Regions from separate parts of the Sus scrofa genome. Here all the other regions are linked to region 2. Evidence: chromatin contacts called from public HiChIP or PLAC-seq and promoter capture Hi-C data. All regions are on one chromosome and are shown on one strand. Each heading gives the region's core, a stretch centred on a gene start, on an enhancer-like site or on the middle of the called end of the contact. The rest is flanking DNA. Distances are from core to core; before and after follow the strand shown.

Region 1 (2,873 bases), core at 306-2,805, 380 kb before region 2:
CTCAGAGATACCCATGGGGCAAAATTAAAGACAAAGTTGCAAAACAGCCAGATCATTTCGTTTGGTGAATAAGCCAGACTGAATGTTCCTGAATAGTGAAAGGGATTCTTTGCAGCTCCACAGAAAATATTTCAATTAAAAACAAAATACCTCATTAACTTCTAATCATTAAATCTGTAAAAAGTTTCTAAATTAAAATTTAGAGAGCTAATCTCAAATTACTCAACCAGATAACCTGTGGCATACTCGACCAACTACTGCCATTCTGGGAAGGACTTCAGCCAGGATATGGCAACCTCAAAGCAGCCGGCATTCAAACCGCAACATGCTTTAGCTATTAATGGAGCTGAGACCCCTGCCAGGATGTGGCCACCCCAACCCATGCTGTACAACTGATGAAAGCAACACAGGGGCCCACTGAAGACCTAACAATTGAAGATGTAATAATTGCATGAGTCTTGCTAACATGACATCAAAACCTCTCCCACACTCATGCACTGAGGTCTTCTGTTTGGTCAGCATATCAAAGGGTAAGCAGACAAATCTTTTCTTTCATTCCCTCAGAAAGAGAGTTTTAACTTTTCTCGATAATTAAAAGTTAAAGGCCCTTTCAATTACGATTTAAATTAGTTATTCTTCACCCCACAATATGTTGTTACCAAAGGTCAAATGATAGTTAACCAAACTTGCACAAGCAAAGAGAAAGGCCTGTATACCTTTCCGAAGATTCCCAGAGACTTGCCCTACATATTGGCGATTCGCTCCCGAAAATTCAAAATGCGCTTTTAATACGACAGGTGAAGGCTATTTTTTCACCTATGCAATATCCAAAGAGGCGTTCAGCTACCTGTTGGACAGAGGGGGAGATTTAACCTGACCACCCAGACTCAAGGAGCACCTGGTTGGTACCCCTTAAATTCATTCCAACAGAACGACCAGCTCAAAACTTCTCTTCAGGGAACGCTACAAAAGTTTTGAAACAGAAGCATTGAACGTGGCGGGTCAGAACACGTTATTAGCGTCCGGAACCCAGCTCCGACCGAGCGGACCACTCCGACGCAGAGTCGCCCCTCCGCCTCCTCCTCGGTACGTACCAGGCTGGGGGCGCTCGCCGGACCCCACCGGCCGCTCCGGGCCTCGGCGGCGACGTCCTCTCCAGCCGCAGACCCAGGGGCCGCCTTCCGCGATCCCGAGCAATGGGCCCGCGGGCCGGTCCCGGGCAAGCGTAGGCCGAGCGCGGTCGGGCGCAGCCACCAGCGCTCTGCCAGGCAGCCCAGGCAGCAGGACGCGGCAGGCAGCACTGCCCCGCGGGCGCGCCCCTTGCCTGGCCGTACTCCCGGCGCCCATGCGGCGACGCGCAGGGTCCCCCACGAGGCGCGCGCCACCCGCGAGGCTAGCATGGCTGGGCGGCCGAGCCGCGGGGAGCGGCGGGAGCTCAGCAGCCCGGGGCACCGGCGAGCGGCTTCTCCATTCGGCCCCCGCAACGTCGGAGGACCTCGCCCGCCTCCATGCTGATTATCAAACCCCAGCACGTTCGACTTACACAGGTGGCCTGCAGCCGCCAAGGACGGACGCCTTCGCGACGCTTTTGCGACACCGTTGCCTATGGGCTTCCCGGCGCCCCCGGCGGTAGCGGCAGATGTCGCGTGCCATTAAGTCCCGTGGGCATCCGGTTAGCTGCCCGGCGCGGCGCCGTCTGACGCCCACGGGTCAGTTCCGGGGTCTGTTGGTGGGAGTGGGAGTAGGGTAGGGGGTGTGGCGGCGAAGAGGGGAACAGGCAGGGAAGGACGACAGCTCGGCCGCTGTGGCCCGAAAAGACAGGAGCCCGGGTGTGCACGGCTGCGGGGGGCCTCCTGGGAGCCTAAAATGTGTTTACTAAAATGCATGGTATAGAGAAAGTATTTCATCCTAGATCTCTGTTCTTCCCTTCTTTTCGCGTCGGATGTCAAAAAAAAAGGTATTAAAAAATGTCAGTAATAGCAATTACTTTACCTGAAAGCAGTCGTCTACCTGGAAAAAAGTTGACTATATTATAGCCAGGCTATAGTGCATCATCCTGTTTAAAACTCCCCAGTTCCCGTCGTGGCGCAGTGGTTCAAGAATCCGACTAGGAACCATGAGGTTGAGGGTTCGATCCCTGCCTTGCTCAGTGGATTAAGGATCCGGCCTTGCCATGAGCTGTGGTGTAGGTTGCAGACGCAGCTTGTATACCGCGTTGCTGTGGCTCTGGCGAAGGCCGGTGGCTGCAGCTCCGATTGGACCCTTAGCCTGGGAACCTCCATGTGCGGCAGGAGTGGCCCTAGAAAAGGCAAAAAGACAAAACAAACAAAAAAACAAGTAAAATTCTTGACAACTCTAGGATGGGTTTCATTAGCAACTTTTTACAGATAAGGAAATTAAGGCTTAGGTTAAGAAACGTGCTTATTAGGGAAATAGCCAAAATAACTTAAGAATAGCTCATCTTTAATTGACTAGCTAATGTTTATACATTACTAGTTCATATAGAAATTATATCATGGATTATACTGATTATGGATATATTAATATATATTAATATTGCAATGTTACAGAACTATTTTCTTGTTGAGTTCTGTCAGGGTGAATTTGAGTGGTTCTTGCGCTCTACACCCCTCACCTCAGCCCTGTCTGTGATAACAGACCCACACTGAAGTTGATCTTAAATTTAGTTCAGGTAGTTTGGGAAACACCAATTCAACATGAACATCATATTGATCCAGTGTTTATCAAAAGAAATCTTCAATTTCTGTGGAATTCCTGTGGTGACTTAGCGGGTTAAGAACCCTACTAGTACCATGAGGATGCGGTTTGGTCCCTGGCTGCACTCAGTGGATTAAGGACACAGCATTGGCTTG
Region 2 (2,703 bases), core at 202-2,701:
TCTGCAACCTACACCACAGCTCACGGCAACGCCAGATCCTTAACCCACTGAGCAAGGCAAGGGACTGAACCTGCAACCTCATGGTTCCTAGTCGGATTTTTTAACCACTGCACCACAACAGGAACTCCAATTTTATTATTATTGTTTTGTTTTTTGGGTTTTTTTTTTTTTTGCTTCCCTGCAGCACATGGAGTTCCCCAGCCAGGGATCAGATCCGTGCCATAGTTGTGACTTAAGCTGCAGCTCAGCAATGCCGTATCCTTAACCCACTGTGTCCAACTAGGGGTCAAATCCACACCCCAGCACTCCCCAAATCCCTGATCCCCTTATGCCACAGTGGGAACTCCAAGACGGTTCTTTGTAAATTTTCGGTATCACACTTGATTTAAATGATTAAATAAAACCTGATAAAATTTTCTTTCAGGAATTAATCAGTGGTTAACCTTGATGCTGGAAAATGTTAAGTTGGGTGAGTGGCAAATGCTGATTAACTCATTTTTCTGGGACCATCAAAAGAGAAAAAAAAACTTCACTTTTTTTTCTTGTCTTTTTAGGGCCCCACGCCTGGCACATGGAAGTTCCCATGCTAGGGGTCTAATCAGAGCTACAGCTGCTGGCCTTACCAGAGCAATAGCAACCCCCAGATTCCAGCCCCGTCTGCAACCTACACCACAGCTCAGGGCAACCCGGTTCCTTAACCCACTGAGCGAGGCCAGGGTTGGAACCCGAAACCTCATGGTTCCTAGTCGGATTCGTTTCCGCTGTGCCACTATGGGAACTCCTCGCTTTTTTTTTTTTTTTTCTTAATATAGCTCATTTTTTCCCCCAGAAATTAAACTACAATTTTTTGCTACTTTTTCCAGCTTCCATAAAATTTCCTTCAAACTTTAATTTACATACAAATAATCTGGGGATCTTGTTAAACGCAATTCGAATAGGCAGAGGATCCCAATAGAGCAATTCTGATCGCTCCCAGGTGATACTGCTGGCTTGGAATATCAAGCTTTCGCAGCGAATGTTGTAAACGCTCAACCATCTTAGGTCACTTAATTCTCCTTCTTAACCCTAAAGATCTGACCCAAGTGTGCTTGTTAATTTGGAACGGAGGAAAAGTTCCTGAGGTCAGGCCTGCTCATTTCTCTCGCTTTCCGATGAGGAAAAATGCAATTTATAATTGCAGCTCCACGTCCTAGTCTAGGTTGTCTTAATACTTAAGAGTTCCAAGATAGGCATCTATGAACCCAAGCCAGGCCTGCTCGGCGCCGCCACCCGCGGCGGATTCCAGCCAACGGAAAAGGCAGACGCCGGGGACCCCGGGGATGCCCGGCCACCACCGATTGACGATGCGGGCCCTTTCCAGGAACTCGCGCGGCCCGCCCCTCACGCGCGGGCGCCTATTGGTTCGGACGGCGCCGGGCGTGACGTCAGGCCCCGCCCGCCAGCCCTCCAGCCCCGCCCCGCGGGATGGCCTGGCGGTTTGGTCTGGAGCAGCTGAAACCGGTTTGAGCGGAGCCGCTTCCTGCCGCTGGGCGCCGCAGCGGTCCGACTCGGAGAGAGCTGGCGAGGTGCGCACGGCGGGTACCCGGCACCTCGGCCCGCGGCACTGCTGTCTGGCGCTGCGGTGGAGGCGCGGACCAGTGGACGGGGCAGGTGAGGCGGGAGGCCGGGCGCTCGACGCGGGGGCCACGGCTGCTGCTCACGTGGCAGCCGAGCTGTCAGGGCGACCCGGCGAGGGGACGCGGTGGGGCGAGGCGTGGGGAGGGTCCCCCAGCCCGAACGGGATCTGCCCGCCGTGGAGACCGCGGCCTGGACGTTGGCTCTCGTAGGTCTGTGGGTAACGCATATTTACTGTATTTATCGTTTGTTGTCACGATTCCGCGGAGCTGCCGGGTGCTTAGTTACCCTCCAAAAATTTTGTAGTGTTTTCAAAATACCAGAATGCATAGACCATAGGACTACCACAACCACGAGTGTTCCAAAAAGCAAGTTAAGGAACGAAGGAACATAAATGCAGCTGAAGTCGTCTGTGTACCCCTAGCAGCATACCCTTCGCCCACCACCACTCTCAGGTTTTATCGCTAAGTAATTCATAGTGTTTTGACAACTGCTTATTTTCTGAAATTGCTTAGTCTTGGGCATGCTTGTGTAATTCAGTCATTCCAAGAAACCGAAATGCCTTACTCTCTTAGGAAAAGGTTCCAGGAATAGACATCAGTGCCCTTGAAATAATTTTAAGACAGCTGCCCCTTCTCCTAAAGCTCTACTTTTTCCAAAGCTCTTTAAATGACCCTGATGACTTCTGGAAAAAAGCCTCCAACGTTTCGATGCTTCATCAGCCCCCTTTTACCCAACTGTTCGTTTCCAAAGGAAATCGGTCATGAATTTAGTCTCGAATTGTAAAGAAATCTTTCACCTTGAGCCAGCTGTCTAGTCTGATGTAACACTTAGAGGAACTGATAGAACCAAGCAGGATGTTTGGACTTGATGTTTTTTTCATACTCTTTTTCAGCCCTTCCTATTTCTGTGCAGTTCCTATTCATTAACCTTTCACCTTACTCCTTCTTGTTACATTTCTGACAGTTAAGACTTAGCTAAGAAACAAATACAAGCTATCAGTCCTTTTCCAACTGGTAACATTCTAGATACAAATAACACAAGATAAACAGGTAAAACTGCAAATGGCTCAGATGGTTCTGGGCTTAA
Region 3 (2,700 bases), core at 177-2,676, 310 kb before region 2:
TCGGATTCGTTAACCACTGCGCCACGATGGGAACTCCTTATAATAACTTTGAATGGAACATAATACATAAAATATTAGGTCACTATGTTGTTTACCTGAAACTAATACCTTATAAACATTATAAATAATATTTTAATCAGCTATAAACAATAATAAACTATAAATTCAATAGTTCATTCCCAAGGGTTAAAATGTATAAAAATATACCCATACTCTAACGCAATTCATTACCAGGCAGCGTATCTGCATCTATATTTATTTACTTATTTTTATATTTTTGTCTTTTGCCTTTTTTTTAGAGCTGCATCCACAGCATATGGAGGTTCCCAGGCTACAGGTCTAATTGGAGCTGTAGCTGCCAGCCTACGCCACAGCAACGCCAGTTCTGAGCCGCGTCTGTGACCTACACCACAGCTCACGGCAACGCGGATCCTTGACCACTGAGCGAGGCCGGGGATCGAACCCTCAACCTCTTGGTTCCTAGTCGGATTCGTTTCCGCTGCGCCACAATGGGAACTCCCGCAGCTCTATTTAAAAAGATTTAATTAATACGTTAATAACTAAACAAGTTCACGATCTTAAGGCACTAACATGGCTTTGATAATCATGTAGACCACATCGTACGTCAAGAAACTGAAGCAAAAAAAAAAAAAATTAACTATGTGCTTGGGCTGTGCGATGGAAATCCTGTGAAATCAGACTGTTATGATCATTATAAGCTACAGATGTGATAAATTCATTTGAGTAATAAAAAATGAAATAAAATTAAAAAAAATTAACTGATCAACTGGTGACAGAACGAAGCTCAAATTTCCTATCCACATTCCCAGGCTGAAGCTCTCCTTCGACAACGCTATGTCCCCTATCTTTCTCAAAGGAGGTAATACAGTGGGAATAACTACTAAGGAGTAGGACTGGAGAAAGAGGCAAGGACCCGCCCGTCGAGCTGCTATGCTTGGTCAAATACCTCGCTTCATTTAAGTCTTCTCAGACTAAGTTTTTACTTGCAAAGGATGACAGGTCACAGAGCTCTCTTAGTTCGTGGATGGGTTGGCTCTCCCTTCCTAGCTGGGGGAAGCTCGGCGGAGCGGAGGAGACTCCACGGTCCGAGCTCCTCAGATGACTCTGCCTAAGTCCCGCAGACTCTTCGCCCTCAGCTTACCTGACGTCCCCGGGAGGGGCCAAGGATTGTACGTCAAAGCTGCTCGGGGACCTCGGCTTCTCCACTGAGGCTGCAGTGGGTCGCCGAATAGGTCTACTTCAGGCAGCCACAACAGGGTCTGAAACCTAACTCCAGTCTTCTAAGTTCTTTTTTGGCGCTTCTGTGACGCAACTTCCGCCCGTAGCTGCGGCGTGACGGGAGGGGCGAGATGGAGGGCAGCCAATCAAGGAGATCGGCCAGACGGAAGCTGTGAGGCTCCCGGAAGTTGTCCTGAGGCTCTGACCGGAAAGCGGAAGCGGTGCGCAGCACGTGGGGGAGGTGCAGATCTCTGGGCTCGGCGTCCCCTCGGTTTGTGCGAGGCCAGGCCGCCGGCGGCGACAACCCTAGACGAGGGGCGGAGAGGGAACTAGAGAGACGCCGCGGAGCTCAGAGATCGGCTGAGCGTCATGGAGGGCTCTGACGAGCAACCGGGCCCACAGCCACTGCATCCCGGGGATCACTGCATCCGCGACGGCGACTTCGTGGTGCTGAAACGGGAAGATGTGTTTAAAGCAGTGCAAGTCCAGCGGAGAAAGTAAGTCAGGTCTCTGGCCTTATGGTTTCCCAGCCCCCACCTTCAGGAGACGCTCTCTCTCATTAACTACTCTCGGGTCTTCGCACCTAGGCATTTGCATCCAAGACCCCGTTCTCAGCCCCTGGGATCCGTTTCACCCCACCTGTCTTAAGCATCCCGCTTAATCTTTCCACAGAGTTCTTTTCCCATTCTTGGCTTTAGGTGCCTTGCCTCTTTCACCATCCCTGTCCCGGAGTTCTTTTCCTAGGTTCTTGAGGTCTTCTTTCCTATCTTCTCACAGAACCCCTTCACCCTCTGATCTCACCCTTGTCTCCCAGAGTCCACCCAACGCCCCATCACTACTTTATTTTGTATTCTTGAAACCAATACTTTTTTCTTCTCAGATTTTCTGATTGGAAATGTGTATGTGCTTCCAAGTACATAATTTTGAAAAGTGCTAATACTAATTATTTAAACTTTTTAGTTGAAATATAGCAATGCAGCAAAGTCCTTAGGTCATAAGTTGGATGAATGATTTCAGAGTTACACAGCTGTATAGTAACTGTAGGTGAAACTTCGGTTTCTCTCTTGCATTGTCCTTTTAAGTTACTTTATTGTGAAATGTGATTGTTAGAGTATACTTCTCAATAGTGTGCTCTTTCAGACAAGAGCTTTTTATTTCTAAGGAGACATCTCTATTTCTGAAACATATTCTTTAGACAGTCATTTTGAAACATTTCCATCAGTTTTCTTGGCAGCAGCCATGGCATTAGTTTCCATTTTATTTAGAAAATTAAGCTTTGAGCTCAGTTACATCCCAGGCCAGATTCTCCCTTCACTATTCCTCAAGGCTGCATTCATCTGGTTGTGCAGAAGCAATCCTGGCTCTCTGAGCAGACTCTGCAAATACCACTTTTTCCCAGCAAAGCACACAGGGTCCACTTTTCCTGACTAGGGCAGTGACCTCCTGTTAGGCCAAACAGTT
Region 4 (2,729 bases), core at 51-2,550, 330 kb after region 2:
TTTTGTTTTCAGGGCCGCGCCCGAGGCATAGGGAAGTTCCCAGGCTGCGGGTAGAATACGAGCTACAGCTGCTGGCCTATGCCACAGCAACTCCAGATCCAAGCCGCGTCTGTGACCTACACCACAGCTCACGGCAACGCCTGATCCTTAACTCACTGAGCAAGGCCAGGGATCGAGCCGCAACCTCAGGGTTCCTAATCGGATTGTTTCCACTGCGCTACTAGGGGAACTCCCTGAATTTTGTTTTTATTTAATTATTTATTTATTTTTGTCTTTTCTAGGGCAGCTCCCGCGGCACATGGAGGTTCCCAGGCTAGGGGTCCAATCGGAGCTGTAGCCACCAGCCTACTACTCCAGAGCCACAGCAACTCAGAATCTCAGCCGCATCTGCAACCTATACCACAGCTCACAGCAACGCCGGATCCTTAACCCGCTGAGCAAGGCCAGGGTTCGAACCCGCAACCTCATGGTTCCTAGTCGGATTCGTTAACCACTGCGCCACGACGGGAACTCCTGAATTTTGTTTTTAAAAGTACATTTGTACAAAAAAAAAAGCTTAGAAAGTTGTATGCAGTAAACGATAGTTTGGTGTGTGTGTGGTGGGGGAGGCGATGGCAGTGGGGAGCCACGATAACTGTTTTCTTTTAATCATAACTGTACATCTCTTTATTGTTCACTTTTAGGAACGCTTCTATAATTGCTACTCTATAATAGCAGGGGGAAAAAAGTGCATATTTAAAGTAGCTATACTCTTTAGGCGCATGGTGGCTCTTCCTCCTAGAAGGCTGGATTTCCGTTTCACCTTCACTTTCAAGGCTGTAAATGTCCCATCCCTCAAGCGGGAAATTGATGAGGCACCACAAAGCCACCTCAACGACCCCCCCCCAAGCCTAGGCCTGACCTTCACACTTGCCCCGACTTGTCTAACGTCCGGGCGCCGGAACACGACAAAAAGGCGGGGAGCCCCGCAGGATGCCTATCAGCAGGCCCTCGTTAGGCGCAAGATTCCTGCCCCGCCCCTACGCCCACACTCTCCAATGGATGTTCGGGGTGGGACGGGCTTCATGTGGAGCAGGGACACGATTGGCTCCGCAGCCTCTCCGCCCAGGCAGTGGGCGGGGCAGCGTGGTGACGTAGCCATGAAGGGCGTGGGGGCGTAGCGCGCGCTCGCAGACGCGGCTGTATTAAACCGCTGCAGGCGCGGCCGGCTGGCAGTGTGCGTCCTCCGGTTCAGGCTCTGTTGTGGTGTTTTCCTGCTCTCTCTCAACTTCTGAAGCCTAAGCCGGCTACTCCTTCCTTCTTTCTTCCACCTGTAGCCGCGTCGTTGTGATTCCACCACCATGTTCGAGGCGCGCCTGGTCCAGGGCTCTATCCTGAAGAAGGTGCTGGAAGCGCTTAAAGACCTCATCAACGAGGCCTGCTGGGACATCAGCTCCAGCGGCGTGAACCTGCAGAGCATGGACTCGTCTCATGTCTCTTTGGTGCAGCTCACCCTGCGCTCCGAGGGCTTCGACACGTACCGCTGCGACCGCAATTTGGCCATGGGCGTGAACCTCACCAGGTGAGTCCCGAAGCCGCAGACTGTCGGGCCCGCGGACACCCCTACCTCCGCTCTTGGCGGGAGCGCCCATAAGGCGGGCCCTTATTGGCTGGCGTGGGATATCTGCACCTTTCTTATTGGCCTGTGGCGCGGGGCGGGGGGGCGGGACCAGTAGCAGAGCGCGCGGTTCGGAAAGCCCGCGCTGACTGCAGCGCGAACCGGCTGTTTCCGCGCCAAAGTCACAAAGCAAGTGGTGGCGGGAAAACGACGGGCTTCTTCGCGGTGCCAGGAAAAGATTGTTGCGGAGCCCTTGGTTATTAATTGCAGGCGCCTTTAGATGAGCCGCTTTATAATTTGCCCTACTTCTGTCGCCGTGATATGGACAATAGCTTACTTTTTTACCGCAAAGTTGCAGTGAACATCCTAAGATCCTGGATTTGAGGAAAAATTTCTCCAGGAAGGACAGTGGTTTTAAACTTTTTGATCACTACCTTTCCTAGTACATACACATGTTTAAGTTTTAAAGCTTGTGAAAAGTGTTTACCCGTGCTACACTCAATATAATAGACTGGTGCTTCAGTGGGTACATTAAAATCTAAGATCGTCGCGGCCCAATAATTTACTTCACCCACCAAAGGGATTTGTACTTTCTAAAATACTGGTCTTTTTTTTAATATCCCGAAGCGAAATTGCACATTGTGGGGTGTGGGCTTTTTCGTATAAGTATAAATACTGGCAGATTGCATTCCAAAACGGCTGGACTCTCTTACATCTTCCTGCAGTACGTTTCCCAAACTCGCCAATTCGACACGTGGTCCAGTGGTTAAAAGTGGTAACTCATGGTTTTAATTGAGTTAGAAAGCTAACGATCTTGAGAAGATGGTGTCGATTTTAAACTCTTGTCTCCTGTGTTCCAGCATGTCCAAAATACTAAAATGTGCTGGCAATGAAGACATCATTACGCTAAGGGCAGAAGATAATGCAGACACCTTGGCACTAGTGTTTGAAGCTCCAAGTAAGTTACACCCTTCTGAGTTAATGCTAGAGGAGATTAGAATGCAGTGTCTTTATTTCCCAAAGCTGAGAGAAATTTAAGATAGTTTGTGGTAATTGTAAAATTTATCACAATTATAAACCTACATGTTTTTCTTCATCGTTTGCTTTCTTTTGGTAGATCAGGAAAAGGTTT

Evidence for each region. Promoter capture Hi-C pulls out the DNA fragments that hold promoters and counts their contacts. HiChIP or PLAC-seq counts read pairs in DNA pulled down with a chosen protein or histone mark.
Region 1: a promoter capture Hi-C map of fetal liver shows a contact between it and region 2, with 2.2 times the contacts expected there. The contact joins the promoter of CRLS1 here to the promoter of GPCPD1 in region 2. A contact is called at or near these places in 1 of 5 promoter capture datasets (fetal liver), 1 of 47 Hi-C or Micro-C datasets (embryonic fibroblasts) and 1 of 2 datasets of contacts at active chromatin or transcription factors (alveolar macrophages).
Region 3: a contact with region 2 is called in an H3K27ac HiChIP or PLAC-seq map of alveolar macrophages. The contact joins the promoter of TRMT6 here to the promoter of GPCPD1 in region 2. A contact is called at or near these places in 1 of 5 promoter capture datasets (liver), 3 of 47 Hi-C or Micro-C datasets (embryonic fibroblasts, heart right ventricle and skeletal muscle) and 1 of 2 datasets of contacts at active chromatin or transcription factors (alveolar macrophages).
Region 4: a contact with region 2 is called in an H3K27ac HiChIP or PLAC-seq map of alveolar macrophages. The contact joins the promoter of PCNA here to the promoter of GPCPD1 in region 2. A contact is called at or near these places in 1 of 47 Hi-C or Micro-C datasets (heart right ventricle) and 1 of 2 datasets of contacts at active chromatin or transcription factors (alveolar macrophages).

What each region holds. Positions count from the first base shown.
Region 1 is chr17:14,859,001-14,861,873 of Sscrofa11.1, reverse strand. It overlaps CRLS1 (cardiolipin synthase (CMP-forming)), which reads right to left and starts at 1,555. Exons shown (of 8, transcript XM_003134243.6): 1 at 1,095-1,555. The coding sequence starts at 1,400.
Region 2 is chr17:14,474,971-14,477,673 of Sscrofa11.1, reverse strand. GPCPD1 (glycerophosphocholine phosphodiesterase GPCPD1) reads left to right here and starts at 1,451. Exons shown (of 20, transcript XM_021078049.1): 1 at 1,451-1,650.
Region 3 is chr17:14,789,044-14,791,743 of Sscrofa11.1, reverse strand. It overlaps TRMT6 (tRNA (adenine(58)-N(1))-methyltransferase non-catalytic subunit TRM6), which reads left to right and starts at 1,426. Exons shown (of 9, transcript XR_002339863.1): 1 at 1,426-1,736. MCM8 (DNA helicase MCM8) reads right to left here and starts at 1,346. Exons shown (of 17, transcript XR_002339862.1): 1 at 1,163-1,346.
Region 4 is chr17:14,141,155-14,143,883 of Sscrofa11.1, reverse strand. PCNA (proliferating cell nuclear antigen) reads left to right here and starts at 1,300. Exons shown (of 6, transcript NM_001291925.1): 1 at 1,300-1,561; 2 at 2,458-2,555; 3 at 2,715-2,729. The coding sequence starts at 1,341.